5 separate regions of the Mus musculus genome follow, and regions 2, 3, 4 and 5 are each linked to region 1. The links are chromatin contacts, called in public ChIA-PET, Hi-C and HiChIP or PLAC-seq maps. All regions are on one chromosome and are shown on one strand. Each heading gives the region's core, a stretch centred on a gene start, on an enhancer-like site or on the middle of the called end of the contact. The rest is flanking DNA. Distances are from core to core; before and after follow the strand shown.

Region 1 (2,700 bases), core at 67-2,566:
GTACTGGCCTTTTTGTGGCTTAAGAATTTCTGTTGTGGTGACCACAGAATTGTAATGACATTTCTGAAGGCAACTAATAATAAAAATAGCAAGTAAGTGACTAAAACGCAGAGAATTTGAAGTAAATGCGCATGATGACTCGAACGCACTGGTAGATGGCTTGCTCAAACCATAGATGCTCCTATAAATGCAGCCCGAAAAGCTCACCTCCATTCTTACATAAATAGTACCAACAGATTTCAGTCATTCTGATTTTTCTGTCAGAAAGGCACAGTGGGGTTACCTGAGAAAACTTATAAACTGGGTAAAATGCTCCTCAATTTCTCATCCAATGGGAGAAAAACACACCCCCTCTTACTCCTCTTTCCATCTAATCCTTTTGTAATTTTACTGCATGCCAAGGGGCAAACACACCTCCTCCAGGACGTGCACTTCCAAAGCTTGAATCCCACCTCTGGTAGAGGGTAAGGGCGGCCAGATCTAAGTAAGGACTCAAAGGCGCAGGCGCACACTTGCACCATATCACTACCCCCTTTCCAATCTTTCTATTTGACCGAAACATCAGGAAATGGAAGGTAAGTATCAAGATTTTCTTCAAAACTATACTGAAAGAGTCCAGGAAGCTGGGGGGGGGGGGTCACTCCTTTTTTTATGTTCAAAGGGCAGAGGAAGTTAGTAACTTGAAGATAGGACTTGGGGCGTTTATTTACTGGCCTCACTCAACTTCGCAGTTTCTCTATCCAGACCGCCAATCTCTTAGGCACGTACACTTTATTGTATTGTTTCGGTTCCCTACCCCTAGCTTTGGTGCTCGCGCGCACGCACACGTCGGTCTTCCCTCTCGATCGCGCGCACCCACTCTCCACCTACACCAAACGGGTGCACGCCTCTCCACACCCGGGATTGAACGTACTGTCGCTCCTGACTCCCTACGGTAGAAGGACTCAGTTACCTTACACACTTTCCAGCTCTGTCCCTGACCCCTTTTGTCACACACGTAGTTACTCGGCCCGCTCTCGGTGGTTGTACGACCACTCTCTGCCCTTGCTAGGTCACGGTTTTTGCGACCCTGCCCAGTTACCCCTCCGCTTTCTACACTGCTCTCTCCGAGGTGGGTCACACTCGCGATCATTTTTCACGCGCGCGCACACGCACACTCTGCGACACTCGCACCCCCACACTCCCGCCGGCGCCGATGACCTCACGGCGCGCGCGCCGCGCGGCCCGGCGAGGCCACAGATTGGCTGGCCGCGCCTCCGCGGCACTTCAAAGCCGGAGAGGGAGCTACAATTGTGGCGGAATGGGCGGAACTGATCATTGTATTGCACACCTCTAAAAAAAACACTGCCTCTGATTTATCAATATAAAAAAGATCCTCTGAGAGGAGGAGGGCGCTTCTGTGTGATGGCAACTTCACTTCTAGGGGTGAGTCTCAGGATCTTCTCTTGCTGGTTTAATTAGTTTCCTTTTATTGCCTATCGGAGGGGGTTAAAGTCGCCCCGGCCAGGCCACGGGCTATCAGTCTCTCTATTGAGAGCCACCACCACCCCCCTAAATACAAGTGAGTTTAGAAAAAAGAAAGGGGGGGGGGAGGAGGCAGAGCCACTTTTTTTTTTTTCAGCACAGGAAAGGTTCGTAGGGCATTGAGACCCGCCACCTCGCAGAGCCTGGCCGCTCCCTGCTCGGGAGAACTGAGCATAGCCCCTAATACACTCGACGATTTCGAAGGGGAACGCGAGTAAGTTTTTCCCTCCTGGGCATACTGCAGATTCTCCCCCTTCCCCTTAATATTTTTCCTCAGCCCGGTTTGTATTGCAGGTACGTTGAGCTCGTCTTATTTCTACCATTATAGAGAGATATATATTGAGAGAGAGAGATGAAGGGGGTGGAGAGAGAGAGAGAGAGAGAGAGAGAGAGAGAGAGAGAGAGAGAGAGAAGAAAAAAATGGAAGAGCGAGTAATGGAAGAGCCGGGGAGAAGCAACTAAGGATGGGTTGAGGGGGATCTGAAAAGAGTTTTCAAAGCTCTCTTGGGATTGCAGTGTAGTGATCTTAAACGCAATCCAGAAATTTCCCCAGGTTGTAAGGTAAAAAGGAAACTTCTCCCTCCCTAGTCTGGATTTGGACTTTCTGTTCGTTTGATCGAAAGCGTCTAGGGCTTTGTGAACACAAGAGTGCCGTCTTAGTTGAGAATTCTTGTTAAACTCTTCTTTAGCGTGGCGCTTTGCTCCAGAATCAGACGCTCGCCGCCAAACTTGTCCCCTCCTGTAGAGTAGGAGGCAGCCGGGCGCCGGGGCAGCTGGGGGTGCAGGGTAAGTTGGTGGCAGTGTGCAGCAGCTAGAGATGGGGAGCAGTGGGGCGTCTGGAGGCTACCAGGGGACTAATACACATTTCTTTCCTCCCTCCCCCACCGGCCCTTTGCCCACTACCCCTCCCCCACCCTTCTTCTCTGCTCCGGTCTCAGGAAGAACCGAGGTTGGGATCCACTCCTCTGGCCATGCTTGCTGCTACCTGTAATAAGATCGGCAGCCCCAGCCCGTCTCCCTCCTCCCTGTCGGACAGCTCTTCTTCCTTCGGTAAAGGCTTCCACCCTTGGAAACGCTCCTCGTCTTCCTCCTCCGGCAGCTGCAACGTAGTGGGTTCCAGTCTCTCTAGCTTCGGTGTGTCGGGGGCCTCCCGGAACGGCGGCTCCTCCTCAGCCG
Region 2 (2,757 bases), core at 54-2,553, 440 kb before region 1:
AACTTCTCTGTGATTCTTCTAGGTTCTAGGCTTTGTAGGTTAGAGCTTTTGATCAAATTGAGGAATTCCCAGGCACTATATCTTCAAATATATTTCTACCCTTTTCTCACCAGTCTTGCTGGGACTCTTGTGACACACAATTCAGCTGTTTGTTTCTGTAGACTTGCTTCTGACACTGCTGGGTTTTGGTGTGTCCTTGGGTGGGATGACCCTTCTGTGGCTGCAACTCCAACTCCATCATTCTTCCTTTTACCTTCTCAAGTTGCTGTCCAACTTATCTAGTAAATTCTTTATTTCCCTTAGTTGCATTTTTCAGCTCTTGTATTTCTTTGCAGTTCTTAAAGTAATTTAGATTGCAAGTGTGGGCATATCAGATAAGCTATGATATGTTTTGCTTGTCTTGGGGGAGCTGTGGTTACTTTTAGCAAACCACAGAGGGTATTTATTTCATATTTCCTCTCTTTATATAATTTTAGGGTTTCAGTTTTTGCCTGTCTTTCTAGAAGGTACAACTGTGTCTGTGTAACTCAGTGGTTAGCCATTGGTTTAATAGAATTGTGTTAAAACTCCCCAAGCTTCTTCTCTTTTGCTCTCCTTATAGGTCTTGAGTAGAATGAGGACAAGCTTTTGAATGTCTCAGCTCAGTCTTGGCTTATATTTGTGAGCTCTTCTCAGTTTCCTCTAGCAGGACTGGTATTCAATGACCCCATAATAATGATTCACTTCTTCCTAACACATTTTAGCGTTAGTACTTAATATTTGTTATGAGAAGTCTACGCTTCTGTTCGCTTTTCACATAGTTTCTTAAAACCTCAGAATAGAACCTTGAGAATCAAAATAAATGCAGGTGTAATCAGTCAGGTCGAGGTCGACCAGAGTAAGCCGTGTTACTGATCCAACATGACTCCTATCTTAAAAAAAAAAAAAAAAAAAAAAGTAAGCGTGTCATACAAACAGAGACAACAAATAACGGTGCCCTGAGAAGACTGATTCGAAGGAGTGATACATCTATGTTCAAACCAAGGACCACCTGGGGCTGATGTTCTAGTTTGGTTTCTGTTACTATTGATAAAACACAACTTTGGGGGGACAAAGGGTTAATTTGACTTCAACTTACATTTCTTTATCAAGTACAGCCAAGGCAGGAATGTCAGGTATAAACCTGGAGGCAGGAACTGAAGCTGAGAACACAGAAGAATGCTGCTCAGGGGCCATGGTTTGCTCAATCTGCTTTCCTATACGACTCAGAATGGAGGCAGCACCACCCACAGTGGGCTAGACTCTCCAGCATCACTCATTAGTCAAGAAAATACTCCAGCAGATACGCCCACAGGACAAGGTGATAGCGACAACTCACTGACTGAGTTCCTCTTACCAGATGTCTGTAGCAACTAGGGCAGTTACCGGGAAGTAGAAAGAGGCAAAGAAGAATTCCCAGATAAGCCTCAGAGACGCATAGCCTGCTGATGCCTTGATTTTTCTCAGGACTTGGCATGATAGATCACAGCTGTCAGGGGCTTTGTCATGGCATCTTAGGAAGCCGACACCTGGACCCTGACCAACCTAGCTTCCTCTTTTACCCTTACTTGTTTTTCATGCAGAAATCTGTTCATGCAGAACTACCTTCCTCCTAGGTTTACAGTGTTAGAGGAGGAAACCAACGGAAGCAAGGAATGTGTTTATTGCTTTTCTAAAGCTGAATGTCCAGTGATTGCTGGCTTTAAACTGACATGAAGGTCAGAATATATATCTGAGCACAAGCCCATGGCACACAGCTCCCCAAAGCTGCCAAAACAATATTGGTAATTATAATTGAGCAAAGTCCTGTGGCTGTGAATCAGCCTTTCATGCAGTTGCTCACTGGCTCTCATTCTTTGCCCAGCATGCATGGCTCAAATCAGGGTAGATGAAATAGGCAACTCAGATTTTGTAATGGCAGGAAAAAGGAAGCCTTTTGTCATCAGTATTTTTCCTGCTCAGTCTCCTCAGTCATACAGAATCTGGCACCAGCCAGTGGAGGATTCTTACAATGCAGCTGTGTCTGGAAGCTATGTTGGCCAGACTTGTTTCCACTGACAAGTCAGATCAGACAATCACCACCAGGTTAGTGAGACCAAATCACGTCTGAACCTGAGCAGTGTTGATGCAGGCCACTGGGACCTCTCCATCTTCCTGTTCCTCCATATCTGCCCTCTAGCCTTAAAACCTTCCCCCTAAAAGAAAACAAAAATTAAAAATAAATAAAAATTTAAAATGTCACCGTGGAAACTGCAGTGTGTCTCACAATATACCCTTTTGCTCAAACAGCTTTAATTGCAAATGTTCATTGCAATGAGACATTGGTCTGTTTCTCTGGCTTCTGCTACACCATCAATCCTAAATGCTCAGTGGGACTCCTCTTGGGCATCCTGTTTTTGCATTGTGTCATGGAGATCCTACAGCTTTGAATATATAGGACAGGCCCCTTCACAAGCTTTAGCTGCTCATAGATGGGGTAAATGTTGGGGTGGGCCAACTCAAAGCCCTGGATCTGAGTCTGGATGGTAGCTGAGTTGGTTAGCATGCAACCATGGCCAGCTCTCCTGCTTTGCCCAGGTAAAGGGCTGAGATGGGTCTTCAACACTGCCTAAGCAAGGGATGGGGCCAGTTCTCCCTCTCTCATGTCCTCAGGTGCCCAGCTCACCCCCACCACCAGGGCCAGTGCTGTCTGGGCAAGGAAGGTACAGGGTTGGCTCTCCTGGGTGCCACAACCAGTGA
Region 3 (2,700 bases), core at 166-2,665, 320 kb before region 1:
CTGAAACAGGCTCCTAAGGCTTGTGGGCCATATCTTTGCACAAGCAAACTGAGATTGGTGCTCAGTTACTTGAGTTGCATCAACACAAGCTAATGTTTAATTTCACTGTCTTCTTATCACACCGCCAAAAAAAACCTCGAGGCCTTGAAGAATCAGACTAATGTTCCCTGATCTGTAAATATATATTTAGAACCATCCCTTTTATGCTTTGCTCTCCAGAAAGAACGTGCCACCATGATGCTTTGCTTTCCTAAGAACCTGCATTGCAGGAATTCCACACTTACTAACTGTACCTAGCCTGTGCCCCGTTCTAGGTTGGAGCATCAAATGCACAAATAGGAATGACAATTCTTAGACTACTAATCCATTTTGATTCCATAATTGAGAGTAATAAGATGCTTTTCTCAAGAGGCCATGGCAACTAAAATAAAAAACACGTTGAACAGTCAAGGAAGCCTGAAATTTGAGAAGATTCAGACCATGCAGTTCTTTTGTCTTGAGATAGCATCCAACCTTGCCTGTGTTTTCCAGGTGACTGCAGAAGCCTCATTGGCAGGAATGTAAGAAATAGTCCATGAGTTACAAATATGCTCGGTTAAAACATTTCCTTTCTGGAGGACAAAGCTGCCTGGGCCAGAATAACAATCAATCACCTTGCTTCCACCGACAAGGGACAGAACTGCACCTTCTCATCTGTATCCAAGCCTGATTTGATTCCCAGCTCCGGTGTGCAGCGCAGGGCAGCAAGAGCGTTGGATTCCCACCAACCCTGCCATCCCGGGAGAGGCCGCCTCTGCTTTTCTTAGATAAGCTGTGGATTGCTACCGGCCATGGCCGGGCTTTGCGCCCCTGGGAGTAATGAACACACCACACCGTCGGATCTCAGTCTGTACATACCTTCCCCCTGAGCAATTTTAACTTTTCCCATGTCCATTAGGCCTTCCAGCCTAATCTCACTCTGCCAATTGCTCCCATGGTGAGATCATTAAGTAAATTATTTTAAGATCAAACACCCTGCAGTGACAATGGCGTCCCATGTAAGGTAAATGCTTCAAAGGCCCCCCTTTCAAATTACAGCTCTCCGGAGTTCCTCCTCGCCTCTCCTAGGGCCTACCCCGCCACTGCCTGCACCACTTGGCTTGTTGCCCCAGGCAAAGGTAGCACTGCTAATTGGCCTCTGTAACAAAACTGACCTGTGGACAGGATAAGGCTTGTTTGGAGCTTAGAGACAAAAATTATTCAAGGTTAAAAACACATGAATGCCCCAACTACGTCACCAAAAAAGCGGACTGAATGAACGTCTTCTCCCGCCGTTCCTGGTGTGAAAGAATGCGCTCTCGGCGCCCGGGCCGAACAAAGGCTCCTTCAGGTAGCCGGCGCCCGCACCCTCTCTGCGGGGCTCCTCGCCATCCTCTTAAACCCTGGGCCCAGGAGCCCCATCCTCGCCGGGGTTCCAGGCCCCCTCCTGGGTAGGGCCTTTGATCTCCCGGGCTAGTGGCAGATGGGACAATTTAACTGCTTGAAACAGGTGCAGCGAGTTTGCCTGACAGGTCGGGGCTTTTATTTCTAGCACATTAGCCGGGCGCATACAAATGGGTTTTTGACAGATTCAAGCAGGTAAAATAGCGCCGAGGCTCTGCGAAAGCGCGGTCACACCTGCCGAGGTGGCACAATTGCAAAAAATGCTGCATAAATTAAAGACAGGTAAAACCTCAGGGCTCCCTGCAGCAGGAGGTTCTGGATTGTTTTGTGGTTGTTGTTGTTGTTTTTTTTTGTTTTTTAACTACTTGGAAAGGTGGTCTGTTGTGGTGGGAATGGGAGGGCATTCTCCAACGAGTAAACACCAAACCCCTTGATCTCTTTGGGCTCAAAAGAAACCGGGCTTGGTCGGGGTGGTTCCCAGCCATCCTCCTGTGGCGGTGGCTTGTCACACTTCAGTGATACTCGCTGGGACTGAGAAGGAGAGGGGGAATAAAGCAAGCACCCCGCCCGGCTGCCCTGGGGCTACCCTGCAGCCCCCGCCCCTCGCTCCCCTCTCGCCATTCTTCCTCTCCAGGTGAAAGATTGGGATCTACAAATTGTGCTTAGCTAATGAAATAGCTCACCCATTGAGGAAAGTTTGGTAAATAGCAGTCTTCTAAGAGCATCCACGGAATCAGGGAAGTGGCAGGTTGTGCTAGCCAGCCTTCTCCGGTGTGGGAAAAAAAAAAAAGAAAAAAAAAAAAGAATGATTTTGGACCTATTGTCGGTTACTCTCATTTTTCTTGGGGAAAAATGTTGAAGAGGAATGTTTTTTGTTCTTCTAATTGGAATATATAAGTAATTTTCTTGCAGCAAACCTGTTCCAGAACATTGTGTGTGTGTGTGTGTGTGTGTGTGTGTGTGTGTGTGAGAGAAATGGCACACTGAAATAATTTTAAAGTTGCAAAATGTGATGCTATTTGGCAGTAATTTTTCTTTTGTTCTTCATATGAGTTCATGGCAATCGTCTTTACGTCGTAAAATTAGCTTTCAAATTAATAACTTAAATTCATTCCCTTTTCCCATCTCCATTTTCTAACTTCTGAAGGTTTCAAGAGTGAGTTTTCATTCTCAAGAATGTTAGTTAGACATCACAGTTAAAAGCCACAGCACCTTGGGAAGGGGGCTGCTCTTTCCCTGACTGTGCTACTAGACCAAGAAAAATTAAACATCACCTCT
Region 4 (2,781 bases), core at 269-2,768, 470 kb before region 1:
TCCTTTGCCTTCAGACAAGAACCGCCCTCCCAGGGACTTCAAGCAAACATGGCATAGCAAGCTACATAACACCAGACTCAAAGCATCATATCAAGACTGGACAGGCAACCCAGTAGGAAGAAAAGGGTCCCAGGAGGAGACAAAAGAGTCAGGGACAGTCCCTGTTCCCACTGTTAAGATTCTCAAGAGGACATCAAGTTACTCACCCAAACATATATGTAGAGGATCTAGGTCAGACCCCCTATAGGCTCCCTGATCTCTGTGAGTCCCCATGAGTCCCACTTAGTTGATTGGGCCATGTTCTTGTGATGTGTCTGACCCCTCTGGTTCCTCCAATCCTTCTTCCCCACCCCTCCATAGGACTCCCAGGTCTCAGCGTAATGTTTGACTGTGGTACTCTGTATCTGCTTCCATCTGTTGCTGGATGTATTCTCTGCTACCTTTGAGGTTCTGCTAGAGCCTTTCTTCTTTAAGTTGCTTTTGTTTCAGTGGTGAGAAAAGAAAACCAAGACCACAGCTTAGACAGTAGTATACTCACCTTGATGGGAAACATCTTCAGCTGACTACAGTCCTTAGTGAGAAATTCAGATTCGATATGGACTTTAATCCTTATGCGAACCAGCCATATTACAGACTGAATATTATAAGTTCATTAACTTTAAATATTGATATGGCAAATCAGATTGTTTTCTATTGCACGTGAGCAATGAAAACCTGCTTACGGAGGCAGGGGGCCATCAAAGCGAAAGAAGCATCAGAGTCCATTTGATGTTTTTAGAAATTCCCCAAAGCTCAAGCTGGGAGTGGAAAGCTCTGTGGTTAGTAACATCCTTGACAAAGGTGCAAAATCAGTATTACCTAATACAGTCACTTTGCCTAATAGGAGGCTGAGGTGAGAAAGGCCAAGTTGTTTGTTTGAGGTTGCTCAGTAGGTGCTGGAACCACCAAGCATGATTCAGACTGCACTGCACTGAGCATCTGACAGGGTGGTTCCTGGAAGAAGCTCTGATGGCTTCCCCACCCTCCTCCTCCACAGGAAGAGCTCTGCAGTGCTTTAGAGCCTTTTGGGTTGCCAATGTCATCAGCAAATTCATCTTTAGTTTGCAAGCTCTGCCTTGAAGAGCAGTACCCTTCAGGACGCTCTACCCTGCAGAACAGCGGGGCTCTCTAGTGAGTCAAGTCTGGCCTAAAGATAACAACAGCTGTCTTCCTGTGCTTGTGGAAGGAGTCTGAGCTCTCTGAGAGAGTTTTCTCTCTTTTCAAATGGAGTAACAGCAGTCCTTGGAAAAAATGCCTACCCTTAGGGAAAAAATTAGATGATGATAACAACAAAAGGAGAAAGAAAAGAAAACCAAAAAAATCCATCACCAGCCCAGCCAGGACCGTCAGCATGCGCCCCTGTTTAGGAAGCACCCATGCTTGTGCGTGTCTTCAAAGTCAGAAGCAGCTTCCTGTAGGAGAGCCACAGGGCAGGCCTGGGCCGCTGAGCCTTGAAACACTCTCTGATACCGAGACGGGCACAGGAAGTACAACCGCTGACTTCTCAGAGGAAGCCTCAGTGCCGCTTCGCAGAGTTGAAAGACAGACTGAAGAGAAAGAAGATGAAGAATGGTAAGCCCATCAATGTCAAAGACACTAGAATCCAGAGCTGTGTGAACAGACTCGAGAACTACCCCCAGATCATGGTGCCAAATTCTCTGCTGACAGTATTTTTGAAGCGCCCCACCCCACCCCACCCCCCCCCCCCGCCGACAATTGCCCAGACAGAATTGACACTTGATAGTATATAATCTGCCTAATAAATTTGATTGAAATTGTGACATTTTCAAAGTTATTTCTAGTATCTCAAATTAAGCTTTAAAGGGAGAGTTCCCTTTGATTCAGCTAAATCACAATAATTGGTTTTAAAGCAAATAGAAACACACTGATTATCAATTAAGCCAATGGATTGATACAAATGCGGGCTTGTGTATTTGTTTCTAAGCTTTGCCCTTCTCCCCGATACTCCATACTTACTTCTATCAATCTAGTGATTAGAAAAACAAAGTTCTGGTAAATGATGGAAATGTTACACAAACAAGTGCCATGGAGTGAAGTCCACATGTGCCAAGTACGGAGGCTCTGTTCATTTGAATGTGCCTGTCAGCACTTGAGTGCAGCAATTTTCATTATGAGCTTTTACTAACAATAAATACAGGCCAGATTTAAGGGGAAACATGGCTTATTTCCTCTTCCCAGGGACCCCATTTGGCTGCATCTTCTGTCCATGACTCCCACATTCTGTTGCTGTGGTGAAAGCCAGCGACCTACAGAGTAATTAGTTTGGGTTTTGTCTACACAGCACCCACATAAGCAATTGGAAAGTGAAAAATTCAGCCAAATCATCGGGCTTTGTGTGTGGCAGTTCCCGCATGACTTTAAATAGCCAGTTAGTGCTTTTCTGTTCGGTGAAAAGAAAAAAAAAAGGCATTTTCACTAATTGGTTCTTTCATCAGCATGTGGACTGCATTGTCAATAATTGGCCTAGGAGGGGTGAGCATGTTAGACTGTTGTTTTGCCTTGGGATGGGGAAGAAAAGAGAGAGAGAAACACAGAAAGGAATTGGATCTGCAGATGAATGGAGGAAGGACTGTGTAAAGGTGAGAAATGAAAGAACTCAGGTGACATGGTCACTTAAGGTACACCATAGGTCAACAGTCCTGTCTTTGCATTTATACATGGTCATCTGTTCCACACACAGCACCAACGCTGGAGGATATAGGCATCATAGATGCACCATTG
Region 5 (2,700 bases), core at 82-2,581, 280 kb before region 1:
ATGTATTGTGGCAGGACAGAGAAAAGTACAGTTTCTAGCTATAATAAAAGTCTAAAATGTGTCATTAGAAACAAGAAACAAAACCTAAATAGCTATACACACATGATTCTTAAGTGAGAGCAAAGATGCCTAACCCCAATTTAGTGCCTAGATTTGGTCAAAGAATATATCTATCTGAGCTGAGAATTATCAGAAAGAAAAGGGATGAGGTGGCCTTTCCTGTGGAGAGAGCCACTGGAATCAACCATGAAGAAAATAGTAACTGTGGCTGGATGTAGTAAGAGGCATGGCTGCTACACTTATATGGCCTTAGAAAGGATGTGGGGGAGGGTGTGCCTTTCATTGTAAGCGGTGAACCTATCAATCAGCAATACATTTTTAACTGATATACTGATACATAACAAGTATTAACTGTTAGGACAAGTAAATGAAGGCTTCTCAGAATAACAGGAAATGTAATAGAAGTCAAGATATCTGACCTTGAGAGCAGCCAGCTTCCATATGTAATTTGATGAGAATGCTTATGACAATTGGTTGAATTTTCCTCATAAAGCACCAGACCCAATCTGAGTAACATAAGGAAAACTTTAATTCTATGCAAGAGAAAGCCTGCTGACTGAAGACAAGCTACTCACCAAACAGCTTGACTCTACCAATCCAGGGAAGTAAGTCATCCATTATTCCTGGTAAAGCCTTGGAAATATGACCTCAGCAGGTTCTGGAACAGGATAAGGCAATGATGTTGTCTAAGCATGAATTGGTTACAGCTTTGGCTTTAGTGTGAGGAGCAGTGATTTGTACCAGGACACCAGCAGTAGTCTGGATGCAAGTTCAGGGTTAACATAACTTATTTCTCCCTGCTGCAATGATGTGATTACAATGTTACTCTTTTGACGGCTTTCAAGGTAACCTTTTCTGCCCTTTCTATGTATTCAAGGCAGTTGGCAAGTGGTTCTGTTATTGCTTTATAGTCACCTTCCGAGGGTGGGAGAATGGAAGGAGGGACAAGAAGACATTTAAAGAAAGAGCTGTTTGCTGTGCCCCTTCCAAACACCCTCCTGTTGACCCCCTCATTACCTTTATTAACATTCTGTTTCTGTGGAGCTAGTTTTCTGCACGGGGAACTGAGTGGTATGAGGTCTGCCAGTCCCCTTTAGGAAGTCCCTGGTAGGACCCCTCAGTGTTTCCGATCCACAAACTCTTGGCCCACCTCAGGAAAAGCTTCCACTTTGCAGAAAGGCTCAGTAGAGATAGAGTCAGCACCTAGAACACACAATCTGATTGTCATGATCAAAGGCTGTTTTGCATAGTGATGTTAGCTCCACATCTTTGCTAAGGCTGACAGACACCCAGAGCTATTTTGCCTGGCTTGGTGGCAGCCTTCTTTTGCTGAGTGGCAGCTTCAGGAGTCGGGGAAAATGTGTGTGCTAGGGCAACCACAGCCAGGATTTGCTAATAGAGACAATACCTTGCCCCAGAGGCTGTTTCCAGCTGCAGCCTGAAGCACACTCCACGTTGAGAATGTATCACACAGAACTGTCAGTCAGTACTGGAGCCAGAAAATTGTTGTTTCAAATGTTACAGTACAGGAAAATCGCCTCTCTGCACTTGCTGCCAAAAAAATGACAGCTTAATTTATGCCACACTGAAGCTACATTACAGAGCCATTCAGCTTGGCAGTTAAGTGCGCTCCATGCTCACATCTTCCCCCTGTGCAAGTGTACCGGGGAGAAATACACAGTGGCTATAATAAGGACAATTGGCCGCAGGGTTTGCCATGTCAGTGGAACTAAATGCAGGTGAAACAGTATCAGCAATAAATTACATCACCCCCACCTCATTTGCAAAACCCACTTCTGCTCTGTACTTGCAAATCCCCAGGAAGGCTGGCTGCAACATTGTTATGCATGGGATAGATTAGGGACAGAAGTGCCAGTGTCAACCCCTGGGGTTTTATGGAGAGGGGAGGTTCCACAGCATTACGGGTGACTTTGAAAATTATGTCAGTATCCTTGATGTAGACCTTCAGAACTTGGCTGTGTTTGCCCTTCCCTAAATGAAAAACCTGACAGTATTATACGGTAGCCAAGAACCCGTGTTTTTCATCTAGATAGACACTAAAGTACAAATGATACAGTAAATATATATATTTTTAACAATCAGAGTAATTGTTTTCCAGGTTGAATTCCACACTTATTTCTGTTAATTTTTGTATATATGCACACAGTTTATCTGAATACAAAACACACATTCTCTAAAAGTTAGAAATTAACTGGGGATTTTCTTTACATTTTCAGCCGTGGTACCTCCCTCACAACACCCAAATCCTAACAGCAGCAAAGCCTAATTATACTGGCATTTCAAAGGACAGACCATAGTCTCCTATGCACAAACACTTAATGCGAAGAAGGCCATCTTTAAGAGTCCCTTTCATGAGCACATTACCCAGAATGGCCACAGAGGACTGGAATACTACCAGAACTCCAAGAAGAGATTTATGAGTAATTTACAAAATCTTTATAAGGCAGCTCTTATAAAATATTACAGCTCTGAGAAAGCAGGTCTGCTACAGCTGGCTTCTCCCGCTCAACAAGCCATTCATAACAAAATGAGCAGCCTTCAAAGGAGAGCAAATGCATTTTCAGTGGCTGTTGATGTGCTATGAATCATACTCAATAATAAAACAATGTTCAGAAATAA

Evidence for each region. Hi-C and Micro-C count contacts between places; a contact is called where the count stands out from the background. ChIA-PET counts read pairs in DNA pulled down with a chosen protein or histone mark. HiChIP or PLAC-seq counts read pairs in DNA pulled down with a chosen protein or histone mark.
Region 2: an RNA polymerase II ChIA-PET map of memory CD8 T cells shows a contact between it and region 1, with 14 read pairs. The contact joins the enhancer-like site here to the promoter of Sp8 in region 1. A contact is called at or near these places in 3 of 39 promoter capture datasets (the 3T3-L1 cell line, 3T3-L1-derived adipocytes and embryonic stem cells), 7 of 115 datasets of contacts at active chromatin or transcription factors (embryonic hindbrain, embryonic midbrain, embryonic stem cells and 4 more) and 3 of 9 other capture datasets (adipose tissue, embryonic stem cells and macrophages).
Region 3: an H3K4me3 HiChIP or PLAC-seq map of embryonic forebrain shows a contact between it and region 1, with 7 times the contacts expected there. The contact joins the promoter of D230030E09Rik here to the promoter of Sp8 in region 1. A contact is called at or near these places in 14 of 39 promoter capture datasets (the 3T3-L1 cell line, 3T3-L1-derived adipocytes, embryonic stem cells and 5 more), 4 of 15 datasets of contacts at CTCF or cohesin (the NIH/3T3 cell line, embryonic stem cells, pro-B cells and 1 more), 36 of 484 Hi-C or Micro-C datasets (differentiating embryonic stem cells, embryonic cerebral cortex, embryonic stem cells and 4 more), 25 of 115 datasets of contacts at active chromatin or transcription factors (bone marrow-derived macrophages, craniofacial prominence, differentiating embryonic stem cells and 11 more) and 4 of 9 other capture datasets (embryonic stem cells, embryonic trunk, liver and 1 more).
Region 4: a contact with region 1 is called in an RNA polymerase II ChIA-PET map of memory CD8 T cells, with 32 read pairs. The contact joins the enhancer-like site here to the promoter of Sp8 in region 1. A contact is called at or near these places in 7 of 39 promoter capture datasets (the 3T3-L1 cell line, 3T3-L1-derived adipocytes, embryonic stem cells and 2 more), 6 of 115 datasets of contacts at active chromatin or transcription factors (embryonic stem cells, memory CD8 T cells, pancreatic cancer cells and 1 more) and 1 of 9 other capture datasets (embryonic stem cells).
Region 5: a Hi-C map of cortical neurons shows a contact between it and region 1, with 2.0 times the contacts expected there. The contact joins the enhancer-like site here to the promoter of Sp8 in region 1. A contact is called at or near these places in 11 of 39 promoter capture datasets (the 3T3-L1 cell line, 3T3-L1-derived adipocytes, Sertoli cells and 5 more), 1 of 15 datasets of contacts at CTCF or cohesin (the NIH/3T3 cell line), 11 of 484 Hi-C or Micro-C datasets (the 3T3-L1 cell line, the C2C12 cell line, LSK cells and 6 more), 15 of 115 datasets of contacts at active chromatin or transcription factors (bone marrow-derived macrophages, differentiating embryonic stem cells, embryonic basal ganglia and 8 more) and 3 of 9 other capture datasets (embryonic trunk, macrophages and pancreatic islet).

What each region holds. Positions count from the first base shown.
Region 1 is chr12:118,845,917-118,848,616 of GRCm38.p6, forward strand. It overlaps Sp8 (trans-acting transcription factor 8), which reads left to right and starts at 1,317. Exons shown (of 2, transcript NM_001379379.1): 1 at 1,317-1,425; 2 at 2,463-2,700. The coding sequence starts at 1,405.
Region 2 is chr12:118,410,663-118,413,419 of GRCm38.p6, forward strand. No RefSeq gene overlaps it. Among named protein-coding and RNA genes, the nearest start is that of Gm25577, 93 kb to the right of the region's middle. Within about 2 kb of position 1,304, at least 24 of the 459 cell types and tissues checked have an H3K27ac peak or open chromatin away from gene starts, as enhancers often do. A contact at or near this core is called in memory CD8 T cells, where this site is marked.
Region 3 is chr12:118,528,778-118,531,477 of GRCm38.p6, forward strand. It overlaps D230030E09Rik (Riken cDNA D230030E09 gene), which reads right to left and starts at 1,416. Exons shown (of 4, transcript NR_045947.1): 1 at 1,194-1,416; 2 at 654-849.
Region 4 is chr12:118,375,808-118,378,588 of GRCm38.p6, forward strand. No RefSeq gene overlaps it. Among named protein-coding and RNA genes, the nearest start is that of Sp4, 76 kb to the left of the region's middle. Within about 2 kb of position 1,519, at least 72 of the 459 cell types and tissues checked have an H3K27ac peak or open chromatin away from gene starts, as enhancers often do. A contact at or near this core is called in memory CD8 T cells, where this site is marked.
Region 5 is chr12:118,563,005-118,565,704 of GRCm38.p6, forward strand. No RefSeq gene overlaps it. Among named protein-coding and RNA genes, the nearest start is that of D230030E09Rik, 34 kb to the left of the region's middle. Within about 2 kb of position 1,332, at least 23 of the 459 cell types and tissues checked have an H3K27ac peak or open chromatin away from gene starts, as enhancers often do. A contact at or near this core is called in Sertoli cells, cortical neurons and embryonic basal ganglia, where this site is marked.